2 separate regions of the Danio rerio genome follow, and region 1 is linked to region 2. Evidence: chromatin contacts called from public HiCAR-type data. All regions are on one chromosome and are shown on one strand. The core of a region is the stretch at or near the end of the contact, and the rest is flanking DNA. Distances in the headings are between cores, read along the strand shown.

The links. HiCAR-type assays count read pairs that join an accessible place to other places.
Region 1: a contact with region 2 is called in a HiCAR-type map of caudal fin, with 4 times the contacts expected there. The contact joins the promoter of acp5b here to the promoter of tlcd4a in region 2. A contact is called at or near these places in 2 of 18 Hi-C or Micro-C datasets (caudal fin and hematopoietic stem cells) and 1 of 4 datasets of contacts at active chromatin or transcription factors (caudal fin).

What each region holds. Positions count from the first base shown.
Region 1 is chr24:35,463,978-35,469,047 of GRCz12tu, forward strand. acp5b (acid phosphatase 5b, tartrate resistant) reads right to left here and starts at 3,142. Exons shown (of 6, transcript NM_001002452.1): 1 at 2,931-3,142. The coding sequence starts at 3,006.
Region 2 is chr24:35,294,900-35,300,385 of GRCz12tu, forward strand. tlcd4a (TLC domain containing 4a) reads right to left here and starts at 4,235. Exons shown (of 8, transcript XR_012399478.1): 1 at 3,951-4,235.

The sequences.
Region 1 (5,070 bases), core at 1,892-4,391, 170 kb after region 2:
TATTAAACATAAAACTTGACTAACTCTACAGAAAGCAATAAATTTTAGGATCACTTTTACAATACTAATTGAATATGCAAAACACTTCTTGCTCTCATTTAGGAATCGCATGAATAATACCATATTTTCAGCTCTAAACGACCATATTTGAGGTAAATTGTCAAGTAGTTTGTATTACTAAATGCTAACTTTCATTTGTGCCTCAGTAATTATGCCCTCATCATGCGCTTATGGCAAGCCGTATTAACATTGAACCTAATATGGCAAGCCATTTAAAGGGGAAATAAAGCCATACTAGTCAACCCTCCCTCTTTTCCCGGGATTCTCCCGTATTTTACAGTTATATTCCGCTGTTATCCCATAAAGATATTTTGCAGTATTTCTCCTGTATTTTCAGTCTTTCTCTAAAGCAGGGGTCACCAATCTCGATCCTGGAGGGCCTATGTCCCTGCAGGGTTCAGCTCCAACTTGCTTCAACACACCTGTCTGGATGTTTTAAGTATACCGAGTAAGACCTTGATTAGCTTGTTCAGGTGTGTTTGATTAGGGTTGGAGCTAAAATCTCCAGGACACCGGCCCTCCAGGAACAAGCTTGGTGACCACTGCTCTAAAGGGTGGCAATAAACATTAAAGAGCCAATATTCCCTATATGCCCCTCGCTCTTGAAATAAGAGTCTGTTCTGTGCTTTCGTTTTTATTTCAGCATGAATACACTTTGAAATAAATAAAAAATGTCGGGATTCCCTTTACTTTTTATTATAGGTACCGTCGCCCCTCCTATGCAATTCTCAAAACAAATAGCGGTGTGTGACTGTCAGCTGACGCGCTCCATAGTGATAAATAGATGCTGTTTCCCAAGCGGATTCTGTACATGCAATTTAAAGCAGAGCGAAAGTTTGGGTTTTGGGTGTGTATTTGAACAGACATATACACATAATTAATAATAATAACATCTAAAGATGTCGATCTTTGTGGGGTTTTTTTTTAACACAACTAATTTTGTCCTCAATGAGCATAAAAACTAGAAAAGCAATGCTTTCATTATAACGTTAGAGGTGTGCATTTTTAAAGTGACACCTGTTTTTTAATGGGTCCCACTTTATATTAAGTGGCCTTAACTTATATGTACTTACACAGAAATTAATAGTTTGTTACAATGTACTTATTGTGTAAATACATGTATTTATTGTGTACTTATGCTTGATTAAATACCTGTATGTAATTACCTCTGTAATTAACTTTTGTAATTACATTTGTAAATACTCTGTTGATCATCCCTTACACCTTAACCCACCGTTAAACCTACCCATCCCACCAAACCTGTCCCTAACCAACCCCTATCCCAACTCAAAAGCACCACAAGTGTTCTCAAATACATTATGACCACAGTAAGTACATTGTATTTATTTTTTTGATGTAAGTACATAGTAGTTAAGGACACTTAATATAAAGTGGGACCTTTTAATGTAATCAAACGGAAAAAAAAATCTAATAAATGAAATACATATTAGACTCTTAATATAAATATGTTGTCTTTTAAAAATATAATAGTACCCAAAAAATAAGCACTAGTAGCTAATTAATAAGTACTTCTCTCTAATGGAAAACACTAGTACAATGTTTCTCAAACTGTGGTACGTGTACCACTAGTGGTACGCAGGCTTGCTTCTAGTGGTACGCGGAGGAATGAAATATGTCATGTACATGCTATACACATTTCAAAAATGATGTATATAATATGCCATATATGACATGTAGCCTATATTTCTGAGGTAATCTGCCATGTTTTTTTTTTACTTTGCAGAGTTGTAGCTGCTATATTTCAATACTACGCTACTGTATTTCAATACTGCTCATTGTGGTGGTACTTGGAGAGACAATTTTTTTCTGAGGTGGTACTTGATGAAAAAAGTTTGAGAACCACTGCACTAGTACATTGTTAGACATTTTATTGTATGTTTTGGTAGTAATTTACTGGCTTCACTGTTGCCAGCAAGTTACAGCAACTGCCCTTTTACAGAAACTTACCTGTAGATGTGCTTTACAAAAGCCGGGCCTTACCGCAATTTCATTAAAATATCCTTACCGCAACTTATTTTTAATGGTAAAACGCCCTTTACCACATTTTAATTTTACAGTATGACAATTTTTACAGTACTTTTTCTGTAATTTATTTACATTTTACACTACAAAACTTTTGTTTTGTGCATTTACTATTGAATGTAATAAATTACAAACAAGTTAGTTTTGTCTTTAACTACAGTAGCAGTACTTGATTACAGTAGAATACCGCAAAAATTCTAATATCTCGTAAGTTACTGTAAAACTTTTAAAATGACCCACAAAGGAGTGCATATTACAGGAGTGAACTGTAAAGAATGTATGTGGTATTTTACTGGGCTTTTTGCAGTAAACAACTGTAAAATTGCTGCAAAGTCTAGCAGTGTAGCTATAAAATACTATTATCATAAGAACATACTTTTAGATTAAATGATAAACAGCTTGCCATATCGCACTGGAAATTTCACTCTGCTTCTGTGAGCTCCAAACCCCGCCTACTTCAATTTGATTGGCCCTTTCAATCATTTTGACATTAACTAGCATTATTTACTGCTGAGTCAAGTAGGCCAGCCTAAAAATACAGTATAACTGTACTTTTGGTCAAAATGGACATCCTAACATATGAACTTTTCATAATGCAGGGCAGCATAAGAGTGTAAAAAATGCCAATATTATAATATTCTGGCATTTCTAATATCTGAGGGTCCACCTCAAAGTGGTTACAGCCATGATGTATATTTAAAAAGCCACTTGATCACATGAAACATTCTTACAGAACTGGTTAGTTTGCATTGTCATCGTGAGGTCGTTACGTTTACTCTTCCTAGCATCATAAAGATAGTCATTTAGAGAAAATACTTGAGAAATACCTTGTTGGTTTGTCTGACTTGCTGTGCTGAATGTCTGAAGGCAGGAGATAAGAAGGAAGGCCAGCTTCTTCGCCATATCATGCTTCAGATCCTAAAAACGCTTTAAGTTTGTGAAAACAAAAAGTTACAGCGACGCAAACAGACTATACACTCGCTGCTTTACACCTTCAGGGGAACAAGATGTGGTTTATGACAAGCTTCCTGTACTGAGGTGAAAATGAAAGACTGAAGCACATGATGCGGTGGCCAATGATCAGCAGTTTAAAGTGTAAACAAATGAACGGCACTGTCAGCTTCATGAGAAAATAAAACATGCTAATGATTCTTGCTTTCAGGAAGATTACTTTAGATTAATTGTGTAGTTAATTAAATATAATAGTAAATGTTTTATTTAAAAGGATCCAGATGAGTATTTTTTATATTTATTCACTCTATAAATATTGATAATCCCAAATATTGGCCTTACAAAACAAATGGTTAATAATCAATAATAATAATAATAATAATAATAATAATAATAATAAATGGGCTCAATTTCTTGATGTTTTATGATTATTTTTTATAAATCTACAACTCAAGTGACCTCTCTGAGGCAAATAAAATGCAAAAAAGTAAAACTACTGAATTATTAGCGCCCCTGTTTATTTTTTTGCCCAATTTCTGTTTAACGTAGGGACGTTTCAACACATTTCTAAATATAATTGTTCTAATAACTAATTTCTAATAACTGATTTTTTTTATCTTTGCCATGATGACAGTAAATAATATTTTACTAAATATTTTTCAAGACACTTCTATACAGCTTAAAGTGACATTTAAAGGCTTAACTAGGCAGATTAGGGTAATCAGGCAAGTCATTGTATAATGATGGTTTGTTCTGTAGACTATTGAAAAGCTTAAAGGGGCTAATAATTTTGTCCCAAAAATGTTTTTAAAAATTAAAAACTGCTTTTATTCTTGCCGAAATAAAACAAAATAAGACTTTCTCCTGAAGAAAAATCATTATCAGACATACTGTGAAAATGTCCTTGCTCTGTTAAACATCATTTAGGAAATATTTAAAGACAAAAAAAATTCAAAGAGGGGCTATTAAATGTGACTTCAACTGTATATAATTTTCTATTAATATACTATTACTGTTAGGGTTATATACTTGTATTGTACAAAACAATTAAACAATTCTTTTGAATGTTAATACTGCAAATACTACTTAACCATTAACATCAACAACATATTTAATTACAAATAAAAAGTGTTACTTATCACCAGGGGCGGTTTTATTGATTTGGGGGCCCTAACAGTCCTAAAATGCACCCTCTGTACTTTTATTTGTTTTCTATTCATTTATACTGGTGTTTTTGCTCTCTCCTTTCCTACATTTTACACAGCAATCGTGTGTGTGCAGTGTATGTGTATATACCTTTCAAGTACTGTATATCATTTACTTTTTTGTCAGTCTGTTACTATGACAGCCAGAGTTAATCTTTAATATCAGTGTAATGTGAAGTTCCGTGTACTGATCCACTGGTGAGATACCGCCCCAAATATCATATCAGGCTTCATAAGAGTTGACATTGGAAGCAATCCAGCACATCTCATACATCATTAACTTGCACTGAATCGCAAGTCATGAACAGCTGAGACTGCAGGATTGAAGCAGGCAAACCAATGTGTACTTTGAAAATGAGCTCCGGTACAAAATTGAGAAGTATTAAAAGGACTATGGTGCAACCACAAAAAATATTTCCCATTTAAAGTAAACATAGTAATGCCTATGCAATAGTATGCCCATAGTTAAACTCATTTGTAGTAAAGATATTAAACATATATATATTTAAAAAAAAAAAGTCTTATTTTTGGTAAAAAAAAAAAATTAATAATAATAATAATTATTATAATATGTTTTAAACAATCATACATTTTAGAAACAAACACACACACACACACACACACACACACACACACACACACACACAAACGAATACTCACCAGCCACTTTATTAGGTGCTCCTTATTAGTACAAGGTTGGACCTCCTTATCCTTTGTGGCATAGATTCAACAAAGTACTGGAAATATTCCCCAGAAATTTTTATCCATATTGACATGATAGCATCACACAGTTGCGGCACATTTGTCGGCT
Region 2 (5,486 bases), core at 2,985-5,484:
GCAAACATCAGAGCTTTGAATTTGATGCGAGCAGCAACTGGCAGCCAGTGCAAACGGACTAGCAGCGGAGTGACATGTGCTCGTTTAGGTTCATTGAAGACAACTCGTGCTGCTGCATTCTGGAGCAGTTGAAGAGGCTTGATAGAGCTAGCTGGAAGCCCAGCTAGTAGAGAGTTGCAGTAATCCAGTTTGGAGAGAACAAGAGCTTGAAAAAGAAATTGAGCTGCATGTTCAAATAAGAAGGGTCGGATCTTTCTGATGTTATAGAGTGCGAATCTGCACGATCGAGCAGTTCTAGAAATGTGGTCAGAGAAGTTTTTTTTAGCATATGCTTATGGTGCCTATGCCACGGGCCGGCCCTGAGTTACCTGAGTGTTGTAAATACTCGCGCTCACCTCCCTCGCGACAGAGCGGATAGGAGATAAATGACGTCAGTACATAATAACCGGTTATGATTATTACTGAACCGATACAGAATTGTCCGCGTCTGCATCGCGGTGCACCGAAGAAACAATTAATTTTGACACCCCTATAAAAAACCCAATACAATCAGTACAAACAACACTTCAGCATATTATTTGCAATAGTCACATGATCACGAGTACGCAATGTTGAGTCTGGATTATAATTTATCATTTTGCAAGTGTTTTTTTTTTTTTTTAGGCTTGTGACTGTCTGTGAGTTTTAAAAGCATTCAGGCATAAAAAGAATGTACCGTTTGTAACTTTGAAAAAGGTAATAACGATTAACTTTATTGAGTTATTTATAAAACAAAAACTACGCAGTATTGTTTCACATTTGATTATTTAATTACTGTTTACCTGAAAACAATTCAGCTCTTCGGAAGACAATAAAACGCTGTTTATTTAATTAGCATATTTTTCTTTATTGAATTCATCTATGCTTGTAGATTGTTTGTTATATGTTACGCACCCCCTATGAATCATCCCAATCAATCTAAAATCGTTTATTTGAGAGTGCACAAGAAGATCTGCGCTTGAGCAGCGTAGGCTATCTTTGAGGGGGTGTGCAAGAAGTTTTGTGCATGAGCTGACGAAATTGGCGCGCAAGCAAAGAGATTTGCATGCTCATAGGCCATTACATAAATGCGATCTCGACTTAATACTGCGCTCACAACATTTGTCATTGAAATAACACTACATGTAGTTGATAGATCTTTGTAAAAAAAAAGGCCTGCCGCCACAGCTGGAAAAAAATCTTAGAGGAAACACTGATCATTTTTTCCAAACAGTTTTTTCTCATTTAGAAAAAGTGTTTTCGTAGTATGGCTGTGCTATATGGCAAAATGCAAACTCAATTATTTTCCATATTGAACGATAACAATATTTCGATATAAGTAGTTAATGCTTTCAGATTCGAAAGAGTACCCCAACAATGACTGAAGCCACAAAAATTAGTGGTCCATTAACTGGTGTAACATATTTTCGGCTGATGAATTTTCAGCGGCAAAATATCTTAAATATTAACACACTTTTAGATTCCCATTTCTGCTGTTGTACATTTCTGCTGTGTGATTGGCTCTTAGATTAACAACGTCCAGAGCTTATTACTGTTATTGACATAAATTTTATCGCGATTCGATATAATATCATATATAACATCAATATATATCGCAGAATAAAAAAAGTAATCGCAATGTGTCATTTTTTTTTCCAATATTGTGCAGCCTAAAGCAAAGTATTTTCAAATATCAAAGTCATAATTGTCAAGAGACTGCAATTATGATAAAATTTCTAACAATAATCTAGATATTTTAGTTATGATTAGGCCCACATGAAATTTGCGCGCGCAGTAATCTGCATATTTTTAGCCCATCAATGAGTCTATTTATTTACTTGTGTAAATGTGAGTAAATTTATATTTATTGAGTTTTGAAAAATTTCACTAATAATATTGACTAATATCAAAATGTTCATTTGATTTATTTTCAATACAGTTTATAAAGTAATATTATCTGTCTTTTAGTAGATCTTATGTGATAGGGTTGGGACGATAGACTATGCCATTATCCATCGCCGATGGCCAATAGTCATCACAATGCTGAGCCGGCATCACGACCCTCCGCCCCGGTCCCATTGCAGCAGCAACCCAAAAATACACACTTAGGCCCCTTTTACACTAATAAGTCTCAGTTTTAAAATAGCATTTCAGAACGAAAACTATCCACATCCACACTGACGTTTCATCTGGCATTTCTGAAAAGCCCTCCTTCCACACTATACCAGAGAGGATTGCACGTTGGACAGCTTATCAAGAATGTATTGTTGGATCACATCTCACTATAATTGTTAAACGTGCATTTAATTAATTTTGTCTCCATCTAACGACTCTTCTGTTTTTTGAATCTATCAGGTAACGTGTCACACCGTCAGTACACTGCTTCAATCTTTCGCTTTCACACTTGTGCTTACTAATTTTACTGAAAACCTCATATATTTTTTGGTGGTGCAACTTTTTTACCAACCAAGTTTGTCGATGCCATTGTGATGACACAGATCACTCTGCCTATTCATGCCAGAGTCCCACTGAAAAAATGATTGACAGGTGGTAATTTGTGTGTAACTATTTATTTATGATTAGGTTATGGGTGAAAATAAAAAAAGACCATGCGGGTCAGGTAGTTGAAACGGTCGGCTCCAAATAATTAATTAATTAGTTCTGAATTGAATAATTATTCATAATAATCAAAACACCGCAGCCTACGACAACGATGCCATTGTCCATCGCGATGTTTCACATTAGACATTGTATGATGCCAAAACATCGCCCAACTCTAATATGAGAGACTTACTTTGTTTACCAAATAAGTGCATCTAATTAGATTTGCATTGTAAACATTAAATGAAACTTTAAAAAGCTATAGTTTTTTTTTTTTATTTAATATATTATGGTTTTAGTTATGATACTCACAAAAGTCATTCCACATAAATCCGCAGATTTTTTACTAGTTTCTGCGCTGAAATAGCAAAAAATGTCTGCAGATTCTATCTGGCCCTAGTTATGATCCACTTTTAGTTATTAAAATATTTTATTGCTTTTACATTTAAGGATTTAAAAAGCAGTTGTGTTAAAATAGCATAGACATTTTATTGTGTGTTTTTGCCTTGAAAATATGAATAAATAACCTGACACCTGCTAAACCTGACATTTAGGAACCATTAAAATTATATATATAAAATATATATATTTTTTGCTAAATATTTCATTTAAGGTTTTAAAACCAGAACAAATACTATAAATATTACATTTTAATTAAACTACTTAAAAAAAAACATTTCGTGTGGCATTTTTCTAACACACACACACAAACACACACACATTACAGTGTTAAAACTGAAAGTACTATAAACCAAAATCAGGAAGAGCAGAATAAAAGTAAACAATAACTTACTTTTCAACTGTCAGAAAATCACTGTTGATTAAAAAATGTCAAACACGGTGGTTCATATAAAGCTGTGCAGATATTTAGACTGAATGAAGCTCCAGTTCATGAATTCCCAGTCTTAAATCTTAGCAAAATGCTTTCCTTCATACTGATACACACTCGAAGCACGGATTTTGGCTCTATAGGACGTAGTTTGTCAATAAAGTCGGTCATTTAACGACTGGTGTGCTGCATTGAACCGCATTGCTTGTGTAACGAATGCACATACATGTGTATATTTATGCTTAGATGTGCATGTTACGGGTTCCCACAACACAAGTGTTACTATTCAGTACCGACAATATGACAATGTCAATAAATACAGCATCGCATCTGGATCTCGGCACTGTAAAACATTGCGATGGACGGAAATCGACTTGTGTTGTCATCAGCAACATGCCTGCTTGCTTTCTTTAGGCCAAATCGCACCGCAGTGCTGAATGAAAACACGTCGCCTGTGCGATAAAATATGGCATGATATAATGCGATTAAACCATAGGCTTACCTTTTATCGAACATCAATGGTGTCTGTGGGTCAGTTGCGCATGGTGTCTGAAAACATGGACTGATTAAATCCGTGTTTTTCCGTCAGTCAGACACATGCATGGTTCTCCTCTCTCCACGGCGATATGAAATGCATGATTTCATATCAAACACGGAAACGACAGGTTCTTATAACAATCTCAGCCTGCGATGTGTTTCATAAGCGCGAGTCGGCGAAAAAAACATGTTGAGGATGATGTTGTGTGTTGATGCCTGGCTGTATGTTTTGAGGTGAGGGGAAAAAAGCGAGGAATCCAATTTCGGTACATCCTCTTTTGAATTATGAATCATCAGTGAGTCGATTCTTTTGAATCTGTTCACTAAAATGATTGGTTCATTTCTGCGCAGTGACTCCAGTGGGTGGCGGGGAACTAAAAGTGGCCTAAATGAATCAATCCCTCAACAGAGTCGTTGTAAAACGAGTTTTCCGTCTCTAAACAAACTATAAAGTCGTTTTCCTCCATTTATACCGTCTTGAATTTGAACTGGTGTATTCATCACAACATTAACCGCCAAAATAAAGTTCCAACAAAGTCCTTACAACGTGTAACGTTAGAGTGCATATTTCTTACACGTTCATGATTATTCATCCGCTTTCTCTTCCGAAGGAGATGTGCTACTTAATTCAGGTAAATTAAATAATGTAACTGTTAATAAAGAATAACTATATAAATCACAAACAATGTATTTGTGTTCGTTTGAAGATGTTTTTTTTTTTATTGACTTCAATAACAAACATACAAACTTCAATTTTACACAAAAAACACAATGATAAGATCAGGATAAATAATATAAATATTAAAAATTAAATAAAAAGAAACAAAAGAGAGAAAAGAAAGAAAAAATAAATAAGTTTAAACATATATATAACACAAAAACAGCAAGAGAAAAGGACTTATGTATCCGCGAAATTTTAAAAAGAATCTGTCACTTTTCTTATTATTAATTAGTCTAAGAGATTTAATAAAAACATCAATTTCTATTAAAAAATGTGAAAAAGAAGGCTGCGAACTGGAGAATTTTTTTTCGTGAATAAAATATTTTCCATGCAAAATAAAAAAGTTAATAATGTAATTCTCTAAAATATCAGTTTTACCTTTATAATAACAGATGATATTTTGAAGTTGAAAGGGTCTGGAAGAAGCAATGTAGTAACCTATATGGAGATATAAGCTTTTCCAAAAGCTTTTTGTGTTTTCACATTGATGTGAAATATGTGTCCCAGTACTGGGTTGCAGCTGGAAGGGCATCCACAGTGTAAAACATATGCTGGATAAGTTGGCGGTTCATTAGGCTTTGACGACCCCTGATAAATAAAGAGACTAACTAAGCTGAAGAAAAATGAATGAATGAATAAAAGTTTTATCAAAATCTTCTCCTTAATTACCATATTATACTAATTCATTCATTTTCTTTTTGGCTTTATTTTTCTGAGGTCCCCACAGTGGAATGAACCACCAACTTATCCAGCATACGTTTTACGCAGCGGATGCCCTTC